Linked DNA regions of Gossypium hirsutum: region 2 is linked to region 1. A link is a contact called in public Hi-C data. All regions are on one chromosome and are shown on one strand. Each heading gives the region's core, a stretch centred on a gene start, on an enhancer-like site or on the middle of the called end of the contact. The rest is flanking DNA. Distances are from core to core; before and after follow the strand shown.

Region 1 (6,967 bases), core at 4,253-6,752:
AAAAAAGAAAATTATGACAATTTATATTCTTTTTAAATTTTGATTTATTTTATATTTTATAAATTTTAAATTGTTTGTTTTACAAGGTATATAAAACAGATATTAAAACAAAAATTGTGGCTTATAAAATAAATACTACCATGTTAATATAAAATGCACGTAAATTACCAGGTAAATACCTTCACCAACTTCTCTAAATATTAATATTTTAATCAATATTTTTATTAAAAAACAATTTGACATTTTTTAAAAAGTTAAAAGATGAAATTTAGTTTAAAAAAAATAAGCCAAATTGAAAAAATATATATATAAACGTCGAATCCCCTATTATTTTTATTAGTATTTAAGAAACTTCATTTCAAACTTAGCTTGAGCATAAACAATTGATATTGAAGTCTTGTAAAAATTTACAGACCCTTTCTCAATGCGGTGTAGATCAACCAATTTCTGCAGAGCTTGAGGTTCATTACTTATAAATTACTAATCTTTAAGAAATACAGAATTGTAATCAGACATTTACCATTATTATCTTCTGCAAAGTTTTATAGAACACCATTTTAGTTTATCATACCAGAAGGTAGGTTAATCTGCTGAGATATTACCAGTTTCATAGCTTACAGCCACCGAGAAAATACTATCAAGTCATGCACTGGTCGATAGCAGTATCATCAGGTTCCACGCTCAATCAACCATCTAAGGCTTAAGAGCAAGTTTGAGGAAGGCAGTACTTATTCGCTCATCTGCAATCATTTTGTTCTCATAGAAGTCGAGGATCTCCATGGAGATGTTTTTCACCTGTCAGTTTCAATAAAATTTAAAATGTTGCAAAAATAAACCACTTGTGAAAATGTAATTGCAATTGTGACATGATGGAGCGAGTTGCAGTGCACTCAAACTTCACAGGGATATGCAATGTTCAATTTAAGGTGATTGGTAAATAGCATGTAATTTACCAGTGGAATGATCTCAGAAAATGCATGAATTCTTCCCGGTTAAATATATGAGGTATAAAGTCTCACCAGACGAATGGAAAAGAACATTTCCAAAAGGCAGCCAATTCTTGGTATTAATCAAATAAAATTTTGTGCGAGATGTGTTGAAATAAACCGCAATGCTATGGATCAAATTTAGCTTTAGAAAACTTACCACATTCATATCAACGCGAAGTTCTTCAAACCAAGTTGTGATATCTTTCTCCCTGTAGACGCTAGCAATGTATATGCAAGCTAAGGCAATCAAATATGGCGGATGTGTAAGAATAAGGTCCATCTTGTATGTGTCATTTACAAGTCCCCTGTGTTTCAAATTGCCAAGTTTAATATATTTATTCAGTTAAGCAGAACTTTAAAGAAGAAGAAAAGAGAAAAGAGAAAGGATTCATTAGAAACCAATAATTGATCATGAACAGAGACATGCTTGTATTCATATTGAATTTTTTGTGTTCTAGTTACTTTTCTTGTGTCATATTTCTGTTGTGTAATTGTATCCGGCCCAAAGTTATCAGGTCAATTGTGTAAAAACTACGGAGTTGAAAAACAGCTACATGTACACAAGGAATGCTAGAATATTAAAAATTTCCATCACCATTTTCATTTATTTCAGTTCAAATAAAACAGAGTTCGTAAATAATAAATACAACTATACCAACTTCAATACAGTTGAATAATAACCACAAGTTTATCTACATGCACCTATTTAATTCCATAGGTCAGGTATATAGATGTATTTCATCAATCCTAAAAAAATCGAAGCTGAGCATCCTCAAACCAAGATAACAAAAGCTGGTTTGAAAGTATAGTTTGCCAGTTGGACCATTACGGTTCTTAATTTTAATCCCAGCCTTTCCATTATATATTTTTGTATATCGGTTTATGCATCTTCAATCAACTCTTCGTTAAATAATGAAAAGGCAATATAGTCCGCACATAGTCAGCAAAGCCAAAGGCAACTTACTTTCAGCAACTCTTCTTTACAAGTTTAGGACTTATGCGAAAAGGTGGGACTTTTTTAGGGCATATTTAGACATGCATTAAATATTTTGAACTTCAAAAGGTACAGATGCTGGAGTTTTAACACTTACCAAGATAATTGAGTCATACTCATATCATTCATGCCAGCATCCTGCAACAACCTGCCAACGTAACAGGCACAGGATACATTCATGTGGGAAATTTAAAAAAAAAAAAGTCCTGATGAAAATTAGCAGAAAGCACAGTATTGAAAAGAAAATCTAAACTTAAACTAGCTAGTTTAGTTCTAACTTAAAGTTGCATGTCAACTATAAATTGTCAGATAAGGCTGCATTCAGTTTATGTTCATAGAAAATGTAATAAGTAATATGTCATAAATGTGCATCTCTATAATATAAAAAAAAAAAAAGAGCATTTACTAAATGCTAACCAAATTCTATGAGAAAAAATTTACCAATATCAAATAATAGATACAATTATGTAACTAGGGAACTAATAAAGATTTAAAAGAAAGGTAGAAAAAATGTGGATAATAATAGGAGTACTAGACTTGATTTGACACAAATAATCATAGAATGACCTTACTGGATAGAATCGCAACAGTAGACAGAAATCATTAAGACAAAAGTTCCAATTTCATATAAAAGAAATTGTTGTCCATGCAAAAGATCAGTGGTGCAAATTAAAAATATAACAACAGGTGCATAAAATTATGGAAAGAAGATAAAAACTTACGGAGATAATGTGCGGTAAGGATGAAATACAACTAAATAATAGTTAAGTGCTTCTAAGATCTTCATTTCCATTTCAAGTATGTCTTTGATTTCATATCTATACTTTTCATCAGAAGCTGCAAAGCAAATATGGCAGGATTGCAGTTACCAAACAAAATTATGGGAAGTTTAAAGGTTAAATCAACCAACTTAGTAGGAAGTGATTACATAATTTTTTAATGTAAAATACAAGAAGTCGAGCCTGCACCGTGCTTTCTTCTGCCTTTGATGCCAAATATAAGCAAGTAGGAGCAACAAGACGAGGATCGTATTCACTCATGCTCCTTCTGTAAGACAAATGAAAAACCTTGATCAATGATTCATAATGCATTGTATGGAGGAAAACTGAAGCTTTGACATATTTAAATCCAATGCATCTCTATCTCATCCAATATTCCTTGGTTGCACGGTGGAAAAATAATGATGTCTAACTTTACGTGGGGTATTAATTATCAAGTTGTGACTATGAAGAACATGTCTTATTATATGAAGAAGTAGCAGATCATTTCAGCTCAAGGATGGAAAAAGAAAACTGCATAAATTAGGAAACATGAAGTCACTCATGATATATTTGTAACATGTTAAAAAATAGATTCTAGTTCAAAAATCACAAGAAATTCATAGTTTTGAGTTATGAAAACAATGAATGTATATGGGAAGATACGTTAAGAGCTGTTTGTCATCAATAAGTCACATGCCCTTTTAGATGACCATTACTACTAAACTATGCAAAATACCTGGTATAGACACGTCTCATATACGTAACTGCAGTTGCTACAACCCTGAAATATCAACCATGTCTTAGAGATAATCGCAATTGTTGAAAACTAAACCAGCAATGCAATTTTTGTCCATTGTGTTCGTAATGACAAGAAATACTAAATTCAGTGTGCAAAGAAAAAAACTAGATTCGCTGCTTTACCAGGAAACAATTGTCTCACAAATGAAAGAAACAATTGACTCACTAATGTTCAGGACTCCTTTCTGTTAGCACACTTAAGATGGTTACTTGCAACAATTTTCTATACAAAATCTGTAACCAACTATTTTAAGAAGCTATTGCGTTAGGGCTAACAGTTGCAGCAAATAAAGTTCTTACATGCAGATTAATAATTTGATTAGCTAACATAAGAGGTTTCTGGATGAGTGCCCATGCATGGTATATGTGATAATTAGTTTTTAGCTAAAATCGAACCTATGTTATTCCCTTTCTTAAGCTTACAAGTAGAATCACAGTAAGTGATCGAAAAAGCCTTTAGATAGTCCAGTTCAGTCCTGGGTAGCACTACAAGACAGCTAGGAAATCGAATAAATGCCAGTGGCACAACATACTATATCAACTGAATAAAAAAGCCAAGCTGATAAACCTAATATAGTAAAGAAATTAAATAAATCTAAAACTCTAATTTCTGTCATTCCTATTCCTTCTCTGATATTGTTTTCCAATAAAAACATCCACATCACGATATTAGTCGCATCAGCAGTCGAACTAGTTCATATTCACCAAAATGCTGCAATTAAACATTGTCAGAGTGAAGAAACCACAGGAGCATACACAATTTAGAAAGGGAACGTGAAGATAACAATTTTGACGGCATCGCTGAATGAAATGGACAATCATTTAAGCAAAAAAAAAGGTATTTCTTAAAAAAAAAAAAAAGATAGAAGATCAAACCTTTGCCTCACTTTAACATTTTGAGCCAGTTTCATTATATCTAAGGAAGGGAAAGAAAGCAAAAAATCACTAACTTTAATGAGGAAGTTATATAGAACAAAGCTATTAGATGTGTTCAATCAATTTAGGCAAGGCATATGTTTGCACACAGAATACATTCTAAAACACCATTGATTTCCTTTTAAATTCTAAGTTTCTAACTACAATATAAGCCCCAAAGAGAATAGACCACAAAGCAGATTTCAGAAAAGAAATTATGGAATTACAAATTTTCTTCTGTTGATGAACTTGTTTGTAAGCCATGCTAGCATAAACAATAAAGCTAATATTAAAAACTGAAGGACCCTCAGATTCTTGAAACCACCCCATGGTTACAATTTGAAGTAACCAAATCCAACAATTCCCATTTTCATGACAATATGAGGACTTAAGATGATCAAATGCTCCTGATTTCAAAAATTCAAGATGCATAAAATTACAAACTCCAACATATTATAACATGCAAAATTGCAGATACAAAAGATGAAGAAAACTCCAAACCCAAGCTCAATTTTGAAACAAAAAGAGCCCACATTACCATTAAATAACAAATACCCAGATTATAAGCTTCACAAAGAAAATCCAAAATTTGCAAAATCAAGAGAACCCGGATCGAAGCCCATTAAACAAAAGAGTAAAGAGAGAAAGGGAACATACAGTTCGCCATATGCATCTTAATCAGCTTAAATTCTTCAAGCGTGATGCCTTTATCTTTATCTTGTTGATGAACCACATCCACCTCTTCCGGGTCCAAAAGCTGTTTACTGAACAAACAAAAAAGAAAAGAAATCAAATAAGAAAAGACGACAAAAAGGCAAATACCAAAACAATGAAAACCCATGCGATGGATTGCAAAATCAGTGAAAGGAGCTTGGCATGGTTGTTACAAGTGAGAAGAAGTCCAGAAATTGGCCGCCATTCTTTGCTGTTTTGGTGAATCCTGTTAGTGTTAGGTGCTCATAATGATTTTTTTTTTTTTTTTGTTCTCCGGGAGCCGTGATTATTGATTAACGTTTCAAAGCTTACAATTTATAATTTTCTTTTAGTGGTCACTGGTATAGTTAGGATCCGCCCAGATTCACCAGGCCATCGTTTATGGAATTTGGGCTGGGTTGTTCTTTGCTAAGTTCATATAGTCAAAACTAAAAATATTTAACTGTAAAAGGATTTAAAAGTAATATTGTGGATTGATCATTTTTGTGATTAAATTCTATTCCTTCTCACTGTTACACCATCTTTAAAACTATTTGTCTGTTTTTATTTCGATTTTGGAGTGGATTCAAGATTCATCAATTTTCTCTCTAATTATAGTTTTTATATTTGGGCCTTGTATAGTTGGATGAGCTTCTCAAATAGATATCCTCTTAATATTTATCATTGATTTTCGGGCTAATTAATTGACAAAGCCTGGATGTTGGAATTTTTTTTTATTTGGGCTTGTTATCCCATTGCTTTTATTATTTTATTAAATATTTATTTATATTTTTAATATAAAAAATTACCAAAAGAAAAAAAGGTGTGATTCCCACCATATGCTTGCATTAAAAAATTTAGGCTCATATCGAGTGGTAATATAATAAACAATATCATTTATAGTCGCATACGAAATTTAATATATTAAATGAAAAAGAAGTTTGATAATAAAGGAAGAACTAATGTCTTCAGGATGTGGGAATTCCAAACAATTTACGGCATGTTATAATGTCTTGCATAAGTACTAGTTCCAAATAGATTAATGGAATGGAATCCGCCTCATTGTCTCCATTCATATTTGTCTTTATGTATAGAGAGATTAGCCCATGCAATTCTACATGAGGTCAACAAAGGTTTTTTCTTAATAAAGGTGGGTGGATTTTTTTGCAAATGATTTAGTTTTATTTGCAGAGGTGATTAACTCTGTCTTTAACGAGTTTTTTTTAGTTTTTTTAGGTTGCATAGGGAATCATCAAAAAACATTGATAGTTTTCTCTAACAATGTTTCAATAAGATTAAAACATGAAATTAGCTATGATTGGGGTTTTCTGATGTAAATGATCTGCTAAACTATTTAGGCCCCAGTTTTACATCTAAAGGTCACAAACAGAGTTGCTCATGGACTAATTCGAGTTGGGCCTAACCATAATATTAAAACATTTTATACTTGCTCAAGTTTGACTCGACTCGAAATATTGGTTTAAAATTCTGTGCAAATTTGATTATATTTGTAAATGGCTAACCTAAGCACATTTTAAGTTTGCCTATATTAATTCTTTTTTTTTCTTAAATATTTGTTTATATTTATTTTAATTTAACATTTAATAATTTTATATGTTTTTATTTAGTATAATTTTATATATAATTATATTAATTTTTTTAATGTTTAAATTATATTAATATTATATGTTATTATAGATTTAATTGTTGTGTTATAAATTACATAATATAAAACATCACAAACTTTTAAAGAAAAAAAAAAGATCGAACTCGAGCCTTTAATGTTCAAGCTTGAGCCTGACCCATGTTTTAAATGG
Region 2 (6,754 bases), core at 3,777-6,276, 170 kb before region 1:
GTTATTCAAGGTTTGCAGGGTTGGTAAACTTGAACTATAAGGCTCATTTTGAGTCCACACGGCCTGGCACACGGGCGTGTGATCAGACCGTGTGAGACACACAGCTTATACGCGGTATGTGAATAGGTTGTGTGTCCCCTGCATCTTAAATATTGTAAATAGAATGCTCAGGCATGGCCACACGAGCAGAGACATGGGCGTGTGTCTCAGTAGTGTGAGGTACACGATCACAACACACGAGCATGTGCTTGGCCGTGCAAAAACTACACTAGATTCGAATTGAAAATAATTCTTCACGGGCTAAGCACACGGGCGTGTGTCTTAGCCGTGTGAAACTAATTTGTTCATGAGTAATAAGTCAGAAAGTTACGCGGGTAAAAGACACGGGCGTGTCCTGGCCTTGTGAGTCACACGGAGTGACAACACGAGCATGTCTTAGGGACATACGGGCGTGTCTCCTAGACCACACGGGCATGTGGGTACTGTTCATAAGATAAATTTTGGAAACTTTACGAAAAATTTTATAAGCTTCTGATCGGGTTCCGATTTGTTTCTAACATCTTCTTTGGGTCTCGAATGTCCATTAAAGGGTCAATAAGATAAATTACTGAACTGTATAATGAATAATTTTATGTGATTTGCGTTATAAACTGTAGTGACTGGTAACGCTCTGTAATCCTATTCCGATGCCGAAAAAGGGTTAGAGGGTGTTACAAGACATGTGACCCGATTCAACCTGGAAAAGAATGTTTTGAACCCGATTCGTTGGTTTGGCACGCGAGTTACGTGTTCAGTTCTTATTGGTCACAACTGAAAAAGATGAGCAATACTGTAATTCAGGAAATTGGGGGCACATTCGAATCCCTAATTAACCCTAATTCCCAAATAAATCAAAGTATAATCACCCAATTTTCAGTGATATCGTAAAATTTGATATTCAAATCAAATTGATTAAATCAAGATAGTAAATATTTAAAATAAAATAATTTATGAGTTAAGTACAAATTTGAGAAGTGGAATAATTAATTGTTATTGAATTAAATCAATTAATAAAAATAATACAGTAGCTAAATTGATTAGTGATTTAAATGAAAGAAAATATTTGGCAAGTAAATAAACTAAGGTAAGAGTAGCAATTAAGCCATTAATAATGAATGAAACGTAATAAATTATTAATGTGTCATCATCATCCACTAATTAGCATTATAATTAAATAAACCATTAGATTAGGTAAGAAATTATACTTTTACTAATTAAAAGTATACACACATACATGAAAGTGGGGGGAGAGAGAAAGCATATGTTGATCTTATTTCTCTACTACAAACAGATTGAAAAAGGAAAAAGAAAAGGAAAAACCAAACTAATTTCTTCATTCCTTCGGTCATCAATTATCAAAGTAATTGATCATGTTTTCTCTTAAATTCCATAGATTTCTTAGTATGAATCTAGTAATAGCTAACCCATTTTTTCAATTTAGCGAATTTATAAAGTTTTAATCCGGTTTTCCATTGATGGAAGCTTGAGAAAATTTGGTAACCAGAGATTCAAACCCTTGCATGTTAAAATTAGTTTGGATTATAGTAGAATATGTTAAAAGATTATAATGAAAAGTATTAAATTAAGCTTCTTTCAAATTTTGATTATTTGATTAAGTATATATATATATATAATGATTCAAAAATTAGTGGTATCGAAAAATACAATTTCAGAATTTTATTTTTAATGTTTGAGTCAGTAAATATTTTGAGATTAAAAAGTTAAATAAAATTTAGTCTAAAATAAAAGAATTAAATTATAAAAATTATAAATATTTATAGCTATAAACTTTTAAATTTTTAAATGATCAATTCAACAATTAACCAATTGAAAATAACCAAATGGTGGTGGATGTTAGTTGGCGGCCACCACATTCACTAAGTATACTTAACATTAACTTAATTAAAATTTGATTAATTAATTAAGTTTAATTAAAGGTTAATAATGGTATAAAAGCCAAAATTAACGAAAGAAAGAAAAACATTTTTGTCCATCTTTATCTTCTTCAACCGAAACCAAAAGAAAGAACATAAGGTTTCAAGCTTATACCTTTCGGTACTAAATAGATCGAGAATTAAACTAAAATAAGGATATTAGAAAAAGATAAAATTATTAATTAGTCCTTACAATTTAATTTGTCTGTTGAATTAATCAGGTAAGTTCATATGGTGTGTTGTGTTTAAATTGTTATGTATTTAAAATTAAATTAACTATCATAAACTTTGGTCACTTTGCTATCCAATCTTCTTTGCATAAATTTCATTTCCCTTACTTTATAATCTTTTCGATTTTGTCCCTACTAGCATATATTTTCATTAATCACTTCACTCCTATATATCATTACAATTGAATATGTTATTTCAAAATCTTAGTACACTTAGTCACTTTTGTATATTTTATAATTTGATCCTTTTTAATATGAAATTCGAGAATCACTAGAAATTCACTTAAATATCACTTTATAATTAATGCACTAATACTTAACACTTCATTTAAGTTCTTTATTATAAAATTTTATTTCACAGTTACACTTTTCAATTTAGCCTTTTTTTTATTATAATTTTACTACACGTAATTTATTCACTTTGTTGTGGAAGTTAATTTCATATATTCACTTCTTTCTACAAGAATTTCATAATAAATATTAAAATTTTCCTAGCGTAATTAAATTTTAAGAGCACTAACATAACAATTAGAATATAATTCATGCATAAATTCAAATTTGGTAAGGTAAGATTCGCGGTGCCCTTACCTATCTTTTTGTTAGGAATTCACTATTTTTGCTTTAACTCTCTTCCTTCCTCACTTTAGTCACCACCTTCACCTTGATTCCAACATTTTCATTATTTCTTCTCTTTTTCTACTTCATGAACACATCAAATACATAATCAAAACTCATACTACAAATCATTTTCTTATTTTTCGACTTCAATTAAACATGAATTCTATAAAAATTCTTTGATTTCTTACCTTGTCTCTTTAATCCCTTTACTTTCTTCTCAACTTTCTCCACTTCCACTTCCAATTTTTTTTTCCAAGATGATAATCTAACTCTTTAGGATCTCCACTTCACTTTTCCTTTTTAGTGGCTATGGAAATTCCCATGACTTTTGGGTAAAAATGGTAAGAGTGAGGAGGAGTTGGTAGAACCATTATAGTTTTCAAGATGATTGGCTTTGTGACGATATTAATTTTTTTGTTGATTCCGAACCAAGTGAAGGATTTAAAACTTGCTTGTTCATGACCTTTCCAATACACAAGGGATTGCCTGGGATGTCAATTTTATTCAGGGGATGTGTGTTTATGGACCTGGTTAGTAGCCAAAAACCTTCTAACAAATTGATTTGGCATTTTATTAAGCATGGTGAATGCACTATGAAGTTTGGCTATTGACAATTTCTCTAATATTGATACTCTCGAGACTGAAGGTAGTTGGCAATAGATTTGGAATAACTTGCCGTCTAAATTCCCACACTTCTGTTGGAATTGTTTAAGGAACTCTGTCCTTTACAAATCTAATTAAGCTAGAAAAGAGATGAATATTAAAAAGGCTTGTTGTTGGTGTGGCCTTCTCAAAACTCTAGATCATAGTCTCCTACATTGCCCAACTATTAAGCCATAATGGGACTCTCTAAATGCTGATATTCTTACAAGTATTGTCCCTCAGTTCATCAAAGATTTCTTCAATGCAAATATTTTAGATTTTAAACACCAATATTTATCTTGCTTATGCACCATATGGTATAGAAGGAATTTGTTTGTATGGCAACAAAAAGAAATGCAGGCTCACAATCTTGTTACTTTTATTAATAGTTTTTTGCAGACTTGGAAAGATTCAAAGATGTTGTTTCGACCAACCTCTTTGGAAGAAGGTTGGCTAAAATGCAATGTTGATGCCGCAAACGTTTCTAGTTGAAGATAAGACTAGTTTTGCTATTGTAATTAAAGATGCAGATGGTAGATTCGTCCAAGCTTTATCGGGTCATTTTTCAGGTGTCATAGAAGCTCATGTTGCTGATGCAATAGCGATTTGAGAGGCTCTTTCATGGAACAAGGATTCTAACCTTGACAAGGTCATTATCGAACTCAATTGTATGGAGGTGCTCAACGCCCTCGGCCGGATGAAATCTATGATTTTAGAATTTGAATTAATATTGATTGATATTGCATTATTTTAAATAAATTAATTTCATGTTATTTCAATGGATTCAACAGAATATTAAGAAAGTCGCTCATTCTTTAATTAAGGTAGTGTCGTATTATTTGAGATTTTATTCCATTTTGCTTAAACTCTATTTTATGATCGGAGCTTTGTATTGATAATGCTAAAATTAGGATGCAGAGAAGATTGAGTGTACATGGTAAGCCTCATGGCTTGAAATTAATTGATCTTTCTAGTTCTTTTATTAAGGTATAATTCTTTTTTGGTCCATTAACTTTAAAAGTTATTTTAACTATTTATTTAATTTTTCGTCTCTTTTAATTTTTAATTTTTCATTTTTTGTTAATTTATCTTAAAATAAATTAAAATATTTTTTATTTTTAAAAAATTATTTTTAATGATTTTAATTTTTAAATTTGTTCTTAAAATTCTTTAAAATTTTAAGTTTTAAAAAAATAATTAAATGCTAAGCTGATTATCCACGTATATGAAACATCGATAAAATTAAAAATATTAAAATTTTCAATCATTTTAGAGTGATTTAATAAAAATATAAACAACTTGAAAGATTAAAAAAAGGATAATTTTAAAAAACTAATTAAATCATTAGTTAATTTAATTTATGATAAAGAAAATCTGGTGATGGTCGCAGAGTTTAGGCAAAAAAAGGGAACATAGGGTAACCGTAGTTATAGAAAGCAAAGACGATAATGTTAAGGTAGAGGGCATGAAACATAATTAAAGAAAAAAGAAAACAATGGGTGCAGAAATAAATAATAATAAATGAAACTATGGGTGGTGTGCTGGTTTGATCTCCTTATCATAACTCTGTAGATTGTCTTATCCATTTTGTCCATCCCATTGATCTCTTCTTATCTGATAACCCATTTTCTTTCTTTCTTTCTTTCTCTACTCTTTTTTTTTTTTATCAATTTTGATGAAATTTATTTCCACCCGATAAATTTTGAAAATGGTATCTTCTAATAAAATAATTTTATACTGAAAAAGAAAACCCACAAAATATCATCAACTTTGTTCTCCATCTTCATCACTTTTGGGGACCCTAATTCAGTCATTGGCCATTGTTCTCCCAATCACCAAAATATCTATTTTATCAAGGACTGGTCAATTTGGTGCCATCCCTTTTCTCCAGTGGCAGCTTCTACACACATATACATAACAATTTCTTCAATTTATTTATTCTTTTTTATTTAATTTTAGTCCTCAAAACCCTATCCAAATGGCATCTTTTTAGGTAAACATAATAATAGGGCTTAACCATGAAGCAAATAAACCCACCTCTCTCCCTTCTTATCATTTCATCTCTCCCATAATTTCAGCGTATTCTGTTTGGGTTCCCATTGACAGTTGATGGAACATTGTTTCTCTCTCCACAAGGCCCCTTCTCTCTCTTCTTTTTTACCATCGCTGGTAAAGATTTATCAGGGGCCCCGCGTTTTTACCCCTTCGAATTCACCTTCCGACTTTGCTTTGTCCCGCCGCCGATCACTCAGGACTGGCTTTACTTCCACTCCTTTCAATGGCCGGAAAGCACCCTCTGTCAAAGCCAGCGCCGGGGCTAGCCACTGTGATTTCAGCAGCTTGAACGCGCCGCTTGAGCCGAGGTCAGCTCCTGGGAAGTTCTTAAGCGGTGTCCTTCAGAACCAACGTCAGTTCTTCCACTTCGCTGCCGCCGATGAACTTAAGCGGCTTTCCGATGATCGTGACGCTGCCGTCTCTCGTATGTTTGTTAGCTTGGATTCTGACGAAGCATGTCTTCACAGGTTTGTATAACACTTCTGTTGCTCTAGTATACTGCAAGGAAAATTGAAGTGTATAACTTGCATATGTTCTTTGAAGAGGCCCTTTTTTTTTCTTTTTTGAAGAGGCCTTTTTCTTTTCTTTTCTTTTCTTTTTTTATGTTGGTAAGTTGCGAGTCGTGATGTTTTTGGTTTGATTAAGTTATTTTTTTTTGGTATTGTTTTCATTGTATTGAGAAAATTAAAGTGCTAACCAACCTAAGCTTAATTTTTATTAATGGTGATCAGCATGTTTGTTTTGATGGGAGAGGTTTTACTTTTATCATGTGATGAGTCTATTAAGTAGATCTTGTGTGGGAAAAGAAGTCTGTTAAGTAGATCTTTTGTATTGTGAATGAGAGATTATTAATAGGTTCTTTTGTTGTTTAACAATCTCACAAGAAACTAATGAAAATTGCATGGACTTGAAGGTCAGAATAATGGATTCTTCTATATGAGAACTTTGATATCAACTATCAAGGGTCAGATAGATATATCAGTCTCTCCTATGCCTAACAACCAGTCTAAGACTATGCTAGGCCTTCTTCTTACCATAATATTTGTAGGGTCTTAGTGATATTACCGATGGTATTTGCACTTTATTTCTTCGCTGGCATTGCAACTCATCTATTTGGGTGTTTGTGAAATCCATTTAAAATGCACCAATTCCTCAATTCTTTACTATTAAAGAGGCCATCTGTATATTCTTTCACACATGATATATTCAGATAGATCTTTTCCAATTTTACACCTA

Evidence for each region. Hi-C and Micro-C count contacts between places; a contact is called where the count stands out from the background.
Region 2: a contact with region 1 is called in a Hi-C map of leaf, with 1.8 times the contacts expected there. The contact joins the promoter of LOC107924347 here to the promoter of LOC107924662 in region 1. A contact is called at or near these places in 3 of 34 Hi-C or Micro-C datasets (callus and leaf).

What each region holds. Positions count from the first base shown.
Region 1 is chrA11:17,127,920-17,134,886 of Gossypium_hirsutum_v2.1, reverse strand. LOC107924662 (cyclin-C1-2) reads right to left here and starts at 5,502. Exons shown (of 8, transcript XM_016855204.2): 1 at 5,345-5,502; 2 at 5,115-5,221; 3 at 4,419-4,458; 4 at 2,912-3,030; 5 at 2,706-2,820; 6 at 2,081-2,131; 7 at 1,147-1,294; 8 at 500-795. The coding sequence starts at 5,376. The coding sequence ends at 694.
Region 2 is chrA11:17,299,004-17,305,757 of Gossypium_hirsutum_v2.1, reverse strand. It overlaps LOC107924347 (UV-B-induced protein At3g17800, chloroplastic), which reads left to right and starts at 5,026. Exons shown (of 2, transcript XM_016854747.2): 1 at 5,026-5,985. The coding sequence starts at 5,573.